Linked DNA regions of Gossypium hirsutum: all the other regions are linked to region 2. Evidence: chromatin contacts called from public Hi-C data. All regions are on one chromosome and are shown on one strand. The core of a region is the stretch at or near the end of the contact, and the rest is flanking DNA. Distances in the headings are between cores, read along the strand shown.

What was found. Hi-C and Micro-C count contacts between places; a contact is called where the count stands out from the background.
Region 1: a Hi-C map of leaf shows a contact between it and region 2, with 4 times the contacts expected there. The contact joins the promoter of LOC107896416 here to the enhancer-like site in region 2. A contact is called at or near these places in 5 of 34 Hi-C or Micro-C datasets (leaf and petal).
Region 3: a Hi-C map of hypocotyl shows a contact between it and region 2, with 4 times the contacts expected there. The contact joins the promoter of LOC107893945 here to the enhancer-like site in region 2. A contact is called at or near these places in 8 of 34 Hi-C or Micro-C datasets (callus, fibers, hypocotyl and 2 more).

The regions. Positions count from the first base shown.
Region 1 is chrA06:35,284,802-35,288,276 of Gossypium_hirsutum_v2.1, forward strand. LOC107896416 (proline-rich receptor-like protein kinase PERK3) reads left to right here and starts at 1,295. Exons shown (of 8, transcript XM_041115633.1): 1 at 1,295-2,432; 2 at 2,525-2,920; 3 at 3,020-3,106. The coding sequence starts at 1,409.
Region 2 is chrA06:34,881,248-34,884,839 of Gossypium_hirsutum_v2.1, forward strand. No RefSeq gene overlaps it. Among protein-coding and RNA genes, the nearest start is that of LOC121231128, 76 kb to the left of the region's middle. Within about 2 kb of position 1,529, at least 9 of the 9 cell types and tissues checked have an H3K27ac peak or open chromatin away from gene starts, as enhancers often do. A contact at or near this core is called in fibers, hypocotyl and leaf, where this site is marked.
Region 3 is chrA06:34,605,635-34,609,305 of Gossypium_hirsutum_v2.1, forward strand. LOC107893945 (protein ROLLING AND ERECT LEAF 2) reads right to left here and starts at 1,416. Exons shown (of 4, transcript XM_016819105.2): 1 at 61-1,416. The coding sequence starts at 1,060. It overlaps LOC107893944, which reads right to left. Exons shown (of 3, transcript XM_016819104.2): 3 at 3,019-3,308. The coding sequence ends at 3,196.

The DNA of each region.
Region 1 (3,475 bases), core at 45-2,544, 400 kb after region 2:
TGGCATTTCCTGAGCACAAAATGATTTCCTCATTTGATGGCTCGATGTCAAAGATGCTCTTCCCTTTTCTAGTAGGAAGACATTAAAGAAATTTTGCAGAGGAGAAAAATGATAAGCTCTCCATTTTGGTAGGTATAGATATGTCTACATGATTAAAATGTACATGTCTGTTGATTTTCCCTCAGGTCTCTTATTTTCGTTATGTAAAGAAACCATTTATGAGTGCCCTGATCATCGGTCGGGTGGCTTATCTGATTGGCTGAGCTTGGGCAAGAAGTTTTCACCTCTGAATAGGCTTGGATTTGCTCAAATTCACTTAAATAGAAAAAGAAAAAAAGGCACTAATTTTTTCAATACTGTATAGTTAGAAAGTTAATACTCACGCATACATGGTAGGAACATTCCCATGCACACACTAAGTTCACATGGAATTGCCTAAATAAAAGCCACTACTTGCTCAGGTGGGTTCCATGAGTGGACATCCCTTAACCACAAGCCAATTACAAAAGTTTAAAAATTTTTTAAATTGAATTTAATTAAAATATATATAAATATTGAATGTGATTTCAATGTTCAATTTAGTAGGGTAAGGTTATTTAATTTGATACTTGAGTTTCTTTTGTCTCAATGAAGTACTTAGGAATTTTTATAATAGAGCACATGTGTCAAATATTCATTAGGTTACATGTTTGATTGGGGTATCAAGTTGAATAATAAAACTAAACTCAAGTACAAAATTGAGAGACAAAAAAAATTCAAGTGCCAAATTAAAAGTTGAAGTTAAATTTAGTGCTATTGAATTGGGCTGGACTTAATTTAAACTTGGGCTTAAAAAAATTTGAGAATATGACCTGGTGTGATTTATATAATGATTCATAGATAATTTATACTACTATTAAAACCATAATTGAATTAGTATTAGGAATTAATTAAACAACAACTTGATTAAAGAAATTACAAAAATATTATTTTATAATTAAAAAATAAATTATATTATTTAGGGGTTTAATATTTTATTTTAACAAAACAATGAAAAGTTGCATATAGTTAAATTTTAAACATGTGGTATTTAGCATCAGTAAAACACTAATTTTTCGATTGAACCAAAATTTTATATTAATATAATATAAATATTTTAAATGTAATATACATTGTTACTTCCATAATTCTAAGATTTGCATTTGCATTTACATATAACATATGATATGAAAAATATATAAAAGAAAAAACGAAACAGGTGGACCCAGGTCTTAGAGGTGCCCGTGACTCTCATCTACTATTATTTTAAAATCCCCCCATTAGTATTAGAGTAGGCTTAGGTACATATATAGTATTGGAATTTGCCTTGAAACTGCAACTTTTATTTCTGGAGTGGTTTAGTTGGTTGGTTTTACTTTTAACCCCTTTCATGGTTTATGTCAGTAAAAATGGAATCATAAATTCTGCAACCAAAACAAAAAAGAAATTCTCTACAACACTTTCCAGCTATGAAATCCACTACTCCGAGGATAAAACATTTGATTGTACATTGATTTGCATGTGGGAGTTGTGGACTCTACATTCCAGTATGTTGTTAACACCCTCATTGTCTCCATCATCCCCCCTATATTCCCCTCCTCCTCTTCCACCACCACCACTCCCGGTGGTTCTGCGTCCTCTACCACCCCCACCAACTCCTGCTTCTGCTTCTCCTCCACCCTTGTTGGCATCCCATTTGGCCCCAATATCAACCCCACCTCCAATTCCTGCTGCTGTTGCTATAAGTCCTGTTACTACTCCTACACCGGCGGTTGTTACTTCTCCACCACCACTCTCACCAACACCGCCTGCTGCTGCTACTAAAATTACCCCATTAGCTTCTCCCCCCCTCCCACCACCACCATTGGTTATTATTCCTTCCCCATTGCTTCCTAAATCTTCTCCTCCACCTCCTCAACAGCCATCTAAACCTTTGCCATCCACTCCACTTCCAACAGCTCCACCAAGGCCACCATCTGTGGTGCTTCCACCACCACCACCACCTGCAGCTTCTCGTTCTACTAGGGTCCCTAAAACTCCAACACCATTTCGGGCATTTCCACTGCCTCCACCTCTACCGCCACCAACATCAACACCACCTCCACTACCACCTGCAGCTTCTCATTCCATCGGAGCTCCTAACACTCCAGGATTCTTTCAGGCCTTTCCACCGCCTTCACCACCACCACCATCACCACCAGCAGCAGCAGCATTAGCGCTAACAGCGAACAAAGGAGGTTTGGCAGCCACAAAGCACAGGCCACATTCTCCAATTGGGCTTATAGTTGCATCCATTGGTGTTACAGTTCTACTATTTGTTGTGTTTGCATTAGTGTGCATTTGTTTCAAAGGTAGAAGGAGAAAACACAAGCCTTCAGACACTAAAATTCAACAATGTTCTTCTGTCACAAAAGGTGAATTTAATACAACTAGTATTGGTTTCAAATCTTAATTAAAAACTCAAATCTGATAGAATTTCAATGTTTTATTTGGTTTGTTTTTCTAGATAGCCCTTCTGCTGCTTCAATGCAACAAAAACAACAAAATGTCACCAATTCAGCAACAGTTACAGCAGATACCGCATTGAATCCCTCAAGTGGCATTTTCACTTATGAGGAATTAGTCCTTGCGACCAATGGTTTCTCCGAATCCAACCTCATTGGACAAGGCGGTTTCGGTTACGTCTACAAAGGGCGTCTGCTGACCGGACAAGACGTCGCGGTTAAGAAACTGAAGGCTGGGAGCCGGCAAGGGGAGCGTGAATTCCGGGCCGAGGTTGAGACCATTAGCCGACTGCATCACAAACACCTTGTTTCCTTGGTAGGATACTGCATCAATGGGGCTGAGAGATTGCTTGTTTATGAGTTTGTCCCTAACAGAACATTGGAATTCCATTTGCATGGTTAGTATTATTATTTCCTTTTCTTCATTCGCTATGATCAATGAATGTTTCGGTGATTCAATGTGTTGCAATTTTTAACTGTAATTAATTGTGTTGTAGAAAACCGACAACCTGTTATAGTCTGGGAAAGCAGACTCAAAATTGCTATAGGCTCTGCAAAAGGATTAGCATATCTCCATGAGGACTGTGAGTTAATTTCTTAGCTTTTACTCATTACAAAAATAAAAATAAAAATTTACGGCCTGTCAATTGGTCAGGTTGAGTTAATTCTTGTTTTAAAATATTCATTTTAATTCAAGTTGTTTCGGATTTAAGATTATTTAGATTTGAGGTTCCATTTTCCTGGTTGGGTCATTTTAGTGTTAGTTCGGGTCAACTTTGAGATTAGTTCAATCCGGATTCGGATCGGACAGCTTTGTTTTGTTGACGTTTTTACGGCTAAGCTGGGGTGGATTCAACTCGTGTTTAAGTTGATTAGGTCGGAATTTCGAGGTGTCTTATATTTCACAAATTTCATAATCTAGTTCTAGCTGTGATTGAAGTAGATTGTTCCTA
Region 2 (3,592 bases), core at 279-2,778:
CTAAATAACATACTAAGATAATATAATATAGAGAAACATTTCAAAATAATAATTTTATAAACATAAAAATGAAGTTCCCAAAATAGTGTCATATATACATAAAAACATTAAGTAAATCATGAATCAAGAAATATTTTAAATAGAAAACTCTATTAAAATAATTTATGTATCAATATATAAAAATATTTAAATTAAAACTTTATAATGAGGTATTAAAATAATTTAATGTAAAAAGAATTTTAAAACGATGATCTTGTCAAAAATAAATAAGAATGTTGTTAACTTCAAAATAATGTTTATTATAGATTAAGAATTTAATAAGAATGATGTATATACAAATATGTATAAAATATTTAAAGAAATGGGATGCACAATGTAAAAATAATAAGATAAAAAAAATCTCAAAATAATTATACAAATGTAAACAAACAAAATTATTAACATGGATTAATACATATAAAATATTAAATGCATTTTAAATTAGCAAACTATACAAATGAAAGACCAAATTAAAATTGAATCCAAAATAACATACAAATAATCATAAATAAGATCAATGTACAAGGCGCATGAATGTCTGGGGATTAGAATTGCAAATATCCCTAGCCCAAAACGCAGCACTGTATCGCGGACTAAAATGGAAACGCGCACGAATTAAAGAGCCAAATTAAAAAAAGGGCAAAACAAATAAGGCACAATTGAATAATCGCGCAAAAGGAAGGATTTAATGCGCAAATTTCCCACTTCTAATGAAAAGGCACAGACTTATTTTAATGCTAAAATCCATATTCCCATTTATTTTCCTTTCAAAACACAAATAACCTTTTAATTTAAAAAAAGAAACAGAACCCTTCATTCTCTTTGGGTTCATTAAGCAACTGCCCAAACCACTATCAATTTGATGGCTGACGGTGCACGAATAGGGATCGGATCTTGCTGAAGAAAGCCTTACCCACGAAGATTCGGTAAGAGTACTCCTTTCCCCTTTTTTTTAAAAAAACAGAAACTTTAAAATCCTGTACTATTCTGTCAAAAACAAGGCGAGATCCGACGAAAAACAAGAGAAAACAACCCTAGCCCGAATCACCATATTCCTGAGACATGAGGGCTTTCATCGGTGTTGTTTCAAGCATCCTTTTTCGTTTTCTATGCCAAAATAATGCAAGCAAATTGACAGAAAAGAGGGAAAAATTTGAAATCACCTTTAGATCACTCTTTTTTTTCTTTTCTACTATTTAATATATGTATTGTAGTGTGCGTTCATAGTTTTACAATGAAAAGGCTTTTTGGTTTTATTAGCCGAACAATAATCAAAAATGAAAATACAAGCCCTCTTTATTTGCTATTCCGTTGTTTTTTGTTTCTATTTGCTGTTGTTTTCTTGTCTGTTTGCAGGTATGCGTGGCGCGTGGAAGTGTACGGCGTACGGAGGCGCTGGAAGCTTGTACGGCGCTGCAGGTTAGGGCTGCGGAGCTCCTTACTGCTAGGGTTTGGCTGTTTGGCTAAACTTAGGTTTAGGTTTTGGGCCATTGGGCCCCATTGTAAATGGGTATCTGGGTTTGATTTTTTGTTATTAGGCCTGGGTAGATTCGGCCCATTACAGATATGATATATTTTATTATAGTCTATAATATAATTATAGTTATATATATAATATTATTTCACTAAATAATACTATATCACATGTTATAATAGTAGAGTAGTACATAATATTTTTAATTATTATCATATATTATTGTTTATTATTATACTGGTTGAAATATGCTCTAAGTCCCTATATTTTTTATAAATTTCAAAGTTGGCCCCCCTACTATATTACATAATGTTATATCTTATAGTATATAATATATTAATAATTGATATATATGCATCAATGATTAAACATTATAATATCTAGTAATATTATATCTTTTATTATATATAATAGAAGTACGTTATATATTAATTATTAATTCTTAATTGTTATTATATTATTTGAAATATGCTCTAGGTCGTTATACTTTTCATACATTTGAAAGTTAGCTCTTCTTCTATGTCATATAATGTTATATCATATAATATATAATATATTATGTAATATAATAATAGTTATATAGTATAGATTTTAATATCTATTAATTTTATATATTTATTATACATATATAATCATAGTAATAAAAATATTTTATATTAAATTAATATTTTTAATTTTCACTTTATAATTTAACATAAAAAATTACTATTAATTGTGTTTCCTATTAATAAAAATTTATTATAAATATGTCATGCATATGAATAAATTTTCATAAAAAATATTATATATTTTTTTAATATTGAAATCTATATTAATTATTAATGTCTATGGTTGTTTAATTATAAATTAAAACTTTGAGTCAGGTTATTCTCAAGCTCAGGTCAAATTGGTCCCGAACTCAAAGTCTTATAGACTCGAGTATTTCTCGAGCTCTGGTTTTTCGGGCTAAGATTTTCTCATGCTCGAGCTTTCTCGGACTCGGACCAACACAAACAGCCTTTCAAGCTCAAGCCGGTTTTACCAGCTCTTATTATGGATATATATTAGTAAGTCCAAAATGTTAGCACCCTTACTTGCTCCTATTAAAGTGATTATGTGGAATTTTTTTACTATTATTCAACTGCATAATCAATATCATGTGAAAATTCAATCAACTATGTTCAATCAACAGCAAATATATGTCAACTAATGCTTACAACTATTTTTTTTTAAAAATGCGTCATCTCTTTATTGACGATAATAAACGGTATTATAAATTTGAATTTACTAATAATTTTATAAAAATAAACGATCAAACTATGTTAAAAATAAAGTATATAAATTTACGGATAATATAAGTTTTGGCCCCTGAACTTGGCAATTAGGTCCACTTAGGTACTTGTAAATTTTTTTGTCTACTTTGATCTTTGAACTTGGCAACTAGATCTATTTTCGTCCCTGAACTTAGATCTTGTCAAGATTTGGAGATATAATCAATGTTACTAGAGCATGATCAAAGTAGACAAACTGAGAATTAAGCAATGTAACGGTTCAAACAAAAGGGTTAAACTGATTGACACGGAAACTGTTTGAAATTGGTAAAAATTAAAATCTAGGACAAAAATTGCCAATTGAACCAGTTTAATATATATTTTTTGTTATTTTATGTTTTTATATTTTTATGAATTTTAATTACTTATTTAATTATTGTTAGTTTGTTGGTTGAATTGATCAAACTGGTTGAATAGGGAACATGTTGAACTAGTTGTACCACATCATCACCTGAAAATTTATATAAAATTTATAAATTTTAAATTTTCATGTAATGATGTGGCACAATGTTAGAGTACCACATCATTAAACTTTTTTATTTTTCAAGTTTAGGGACCAAAATGAATTTAACTGTCAAGTTTAAATGCCAAATTCTTAACATGGTAAAGATCCTAAATTCATAATTTGAACACACCTAAAATGAAAAACTAAGAACAAGCTCCGGTTCCGTGATGGAAAGAATCACGTTTGCTGTTAAAGACTAAAACCATGTCAGTTTATATAGCCATATGATCTTCGAAGCCCATGAAGACCTTTGATAAGTAGAAC
Region 3 (3,671 bases), core at 166-2,665, 280 kb before region 2:
GAAAACCTAAACTGTCACAATCAAAACATATTAGGCAACTTAGAAAAGCAAGCAGATTACCTCGATTATCAGCAAAATTGGAATGATAATGCAACCTGGTAGCCTCCAGCATCTTAGAAACCTCTTGAGCACTCTCTGAGCATTTCAAGAAATGGTCATCAATCTCATTCAAAACCAGCATCAAATTCACACTAGAAACGGCCTTCACCATTCTCCTGAAATCTGCCGGAGCCGTTTTCGAATGCTCCATCTGTACCTGTTGTTTCCCCTTAACATCATCCTCCACCGCCATCTTCTCCGGCCTCTCCGGAGTCTTGGGCTCAATCTCACTATCGGCTCCGCCATGGCTATTAAACCCCACACCACTTACATTGTTAGCGAAAGGTTCAGCATTTCTAACCTCGGTCTCGTTGTCATTGTTGTCCAAATCCAAGCTCGGACCCGGCATGTTATTGTCGACCATAAAGAAGTAATCCCAAGCCATGTGTTTAGCTTCCGGCATCGGCGGCGGGTGGGTCACATTGTTGTTCTCCGATGTCGACGCCGTCATATCTTCCTTATTAGGCCCTCGTGAGTCTTTTCTGAGACCTTCATTGTGATTTTTTTCAAGCGCCTCGTTTTCTACATGATTTTCTTCTTCTTCTTCTTCTTCCTCTTCTTCTTCTTCTTCAATAGCGAGTGAAGAATCGAACTCCTTGCGACTCTTGATGGGCATTTCTGGCATGCTGAGGGCGCGTTTGATGGGAGCGGCGGGGCTAGGGGAGAAGTTAGGAAGCGGAGGAGGTGGAGGAAGGTTGTCCATCATAGGAGGCGGAGGAGGCGGCTGAGGAGTGGAGTCAAGTGGAGGAATCCCACGTGGTTGTTCTTCGAGGGGCTCTTCAGCTTCCCCATGACCGTAGTCACTCAAGGCAGCGCCGGTGTTCTTCAACGAAATGGCGTACCCAGAGTGACCGGCGGCGAAGGCGTTTCGAGCTAAGACCGCATCTTTCATCAAGTTCTTCCGGTCCTTGCATCGAACCACAGATTCTTCGTTCTCTATTCTGGATTGGGCACACCCCATTTTTAGCAGAAACAATTGGCCAGTTAGCAACCACCGGTTCCGACAGCCAAATAAATCCAATGCTGCGCCGTTCGCGGTGGTTCTTTCGGCTATTATCTTTAGATATTTGGTTTGGGGATTAGAAATATTGAGAGTGGGATACTGCCAAGGATAGGACAACGAGAAAAGGAGAAGACAAAGGCAGACAGTGCAGCAGAGCAGCGCAGAGCTGAGGCAAAGAGAGTGATGAGAGTGGGGTATATGCGTTTGTACTCGCTGTCCTTTTCTCTATATTTTTAAATTAACGGTCACATTATTTTATAAAAAAAAATGCAATAACGTTTCACGACGGCGTTTTATTGCTGATATAGATGGTTTACTTCTACTTTTACTCCCTATATTATTTTTATGGTTAAGATATGCGACAAGTAATTCTACTTTTTGAAAATTAAGAATTTAGTGCATGTGCTTAAATTTAATAGAATTTAGTTTTTTTTTTATTTTTTAGATTTTAAAATTTAGGTCTAATTATTAATAATGTTAAAATTTTTGTTAAATTCATTGTTATGATATTTTTAAAATAAAAAACTCACTTAATAGTCATGTAACTAAAAAAAATTTTGTAGTTAACTTGAATTTAACAAAAAAAATTTAATAATGTTTAATAGTTAAATCTGAATTTTAAAATTTAAAAAATAGAGAGATTAAATTTTATAAAATAAAAATATAAAGATTAAATTCTCAATTTTTAAGAATTACATATACTTGTGACACATTTTAAACTAATTTTATTATACTTCTTTAAGATAACTTTGATTTGTAATATCTAAAAGAATAGTTATCTAAAAGAATGAAGATAACTATTTTTAACATAAATAATACATGAATTTTGAATCGGAGTTTAACAATAAAAAAAAAACATGTCGAAATCTAAGGTCACGTTTGGTTCGCTGTATTGGATTAGAGGTGTATTGGATTAGAGGTGTAATGGAATAGAGGTGTAATAGCAAATCAACTGTTTGGTTGAATGTAATGGAATAGAGGCGTAATAGTAAAACTGTGTTTGGTTGAATGTAATAGAGGTGTAATAGCATAATGGAGAAAACTAAAATGACCAGAATACCCTTAGCATAAATTTGTTTTGGTAAATGATTATTGTTATTGTTATTTAAATTTTAATAAGATTATTTATTATCAAAAATAAATAATTTAATCATATTTAAACATAATTATTATTAAATATATTAAATATATTATAATTAAAATATATAATTTAATAAAATTCTTAATAATTAATATTCTTATATGAATTTACTCAAATCATAATATATGATACTATAAAAGATAATTTGAAATGATTAATATTAAATATATTTTAATTAAAATATATGATTTAATAAAATTTAAAATAATTATAACTAATAAATTATCTTATATGAATTTGTATAATTTAAAATAATTATTATTACATATAATTTAATAAGATATAATTTCATAAAATTATTGATAATAAATTATCTTATATGAATTTGTATAATTTAAAATAATTATTATTACATATAATTTAATAAGATATAATTTCATAAAATTATTGATAATAAATTTTCTTATATGAATTTATATAATTTAAAATAATTTATATAATAAATCTATTGTATAACTTTCTCAAAGAGGTTCTTTCATCGTCGGGCATGGGTGTTGAAACCAGATACTTTAAGAAAAATGAATACTCTGACAGGGGTATAAAAAAGGGATCCTTCAAGCAAAATGAAGAGTCGGAGAAACATAGCTCTGTATATTCTCTCAGTTGCTATATTTTTTGGTTTTCTTACCTTATTCTCTGAATTTTCTTCCTCAATGAGGTTCTTTTTTATTTTTTGATTTTAGCTTTGCCCCTATGGCATGAACCTTGTGATGAATTAAAAAATTAAAGAAATATATAAAAATGGGTAAAATTACAATGAATCATTACTCCAAAGTTATAAACTAGTTATTCTAATATGATATTAAAATGCCAAGAGTGCAAAACAAATAATTTTCCAAGGATACCAGATCAGAAGGGACTTAAAAGGCCAACTAGACAGAGAAATTCAAGCAGATGCATCGCCGTATTTCATCATTGATATGTTGCATTTTGGATCATAATTCAAATTCAACTACAAATTATAGGTTAATGGGTTTGAAGCAGCACCAACAACTGTAGCCATGGGATTCGACAAATTGGGAGCAGCAAGAATTGCAGTAGTGGTGTTTGATGGAACTGTAGTTCCTACATTCAAACAAGTTCAGTCAGTTAAGTATCTAGCATTTCAATATGATTCAACAAGCATACAACTATGATAAAGAGGAGTTACTCTTAGCAACTAGGAAAAATATGACATAAAAAGACATCAACTTATTTTTCCCATGAAGCAAAAAAAGAACATCTTAACACCATACATCAATGGCAAGCAAGACCAAGTCATTTTGCCTCTATATTAATGGATTTTCTAGCAGCAATCTGAAACACAACTCCATAAGTTAAGCTATCATAAAGATACAATTATGGCTATAATAGTGGACCTTTATAAACTTTAAAATATAGCAGCCAAGTACATTGAATAATAAACTTGAGCAAAAGGCTGCAGAAGAA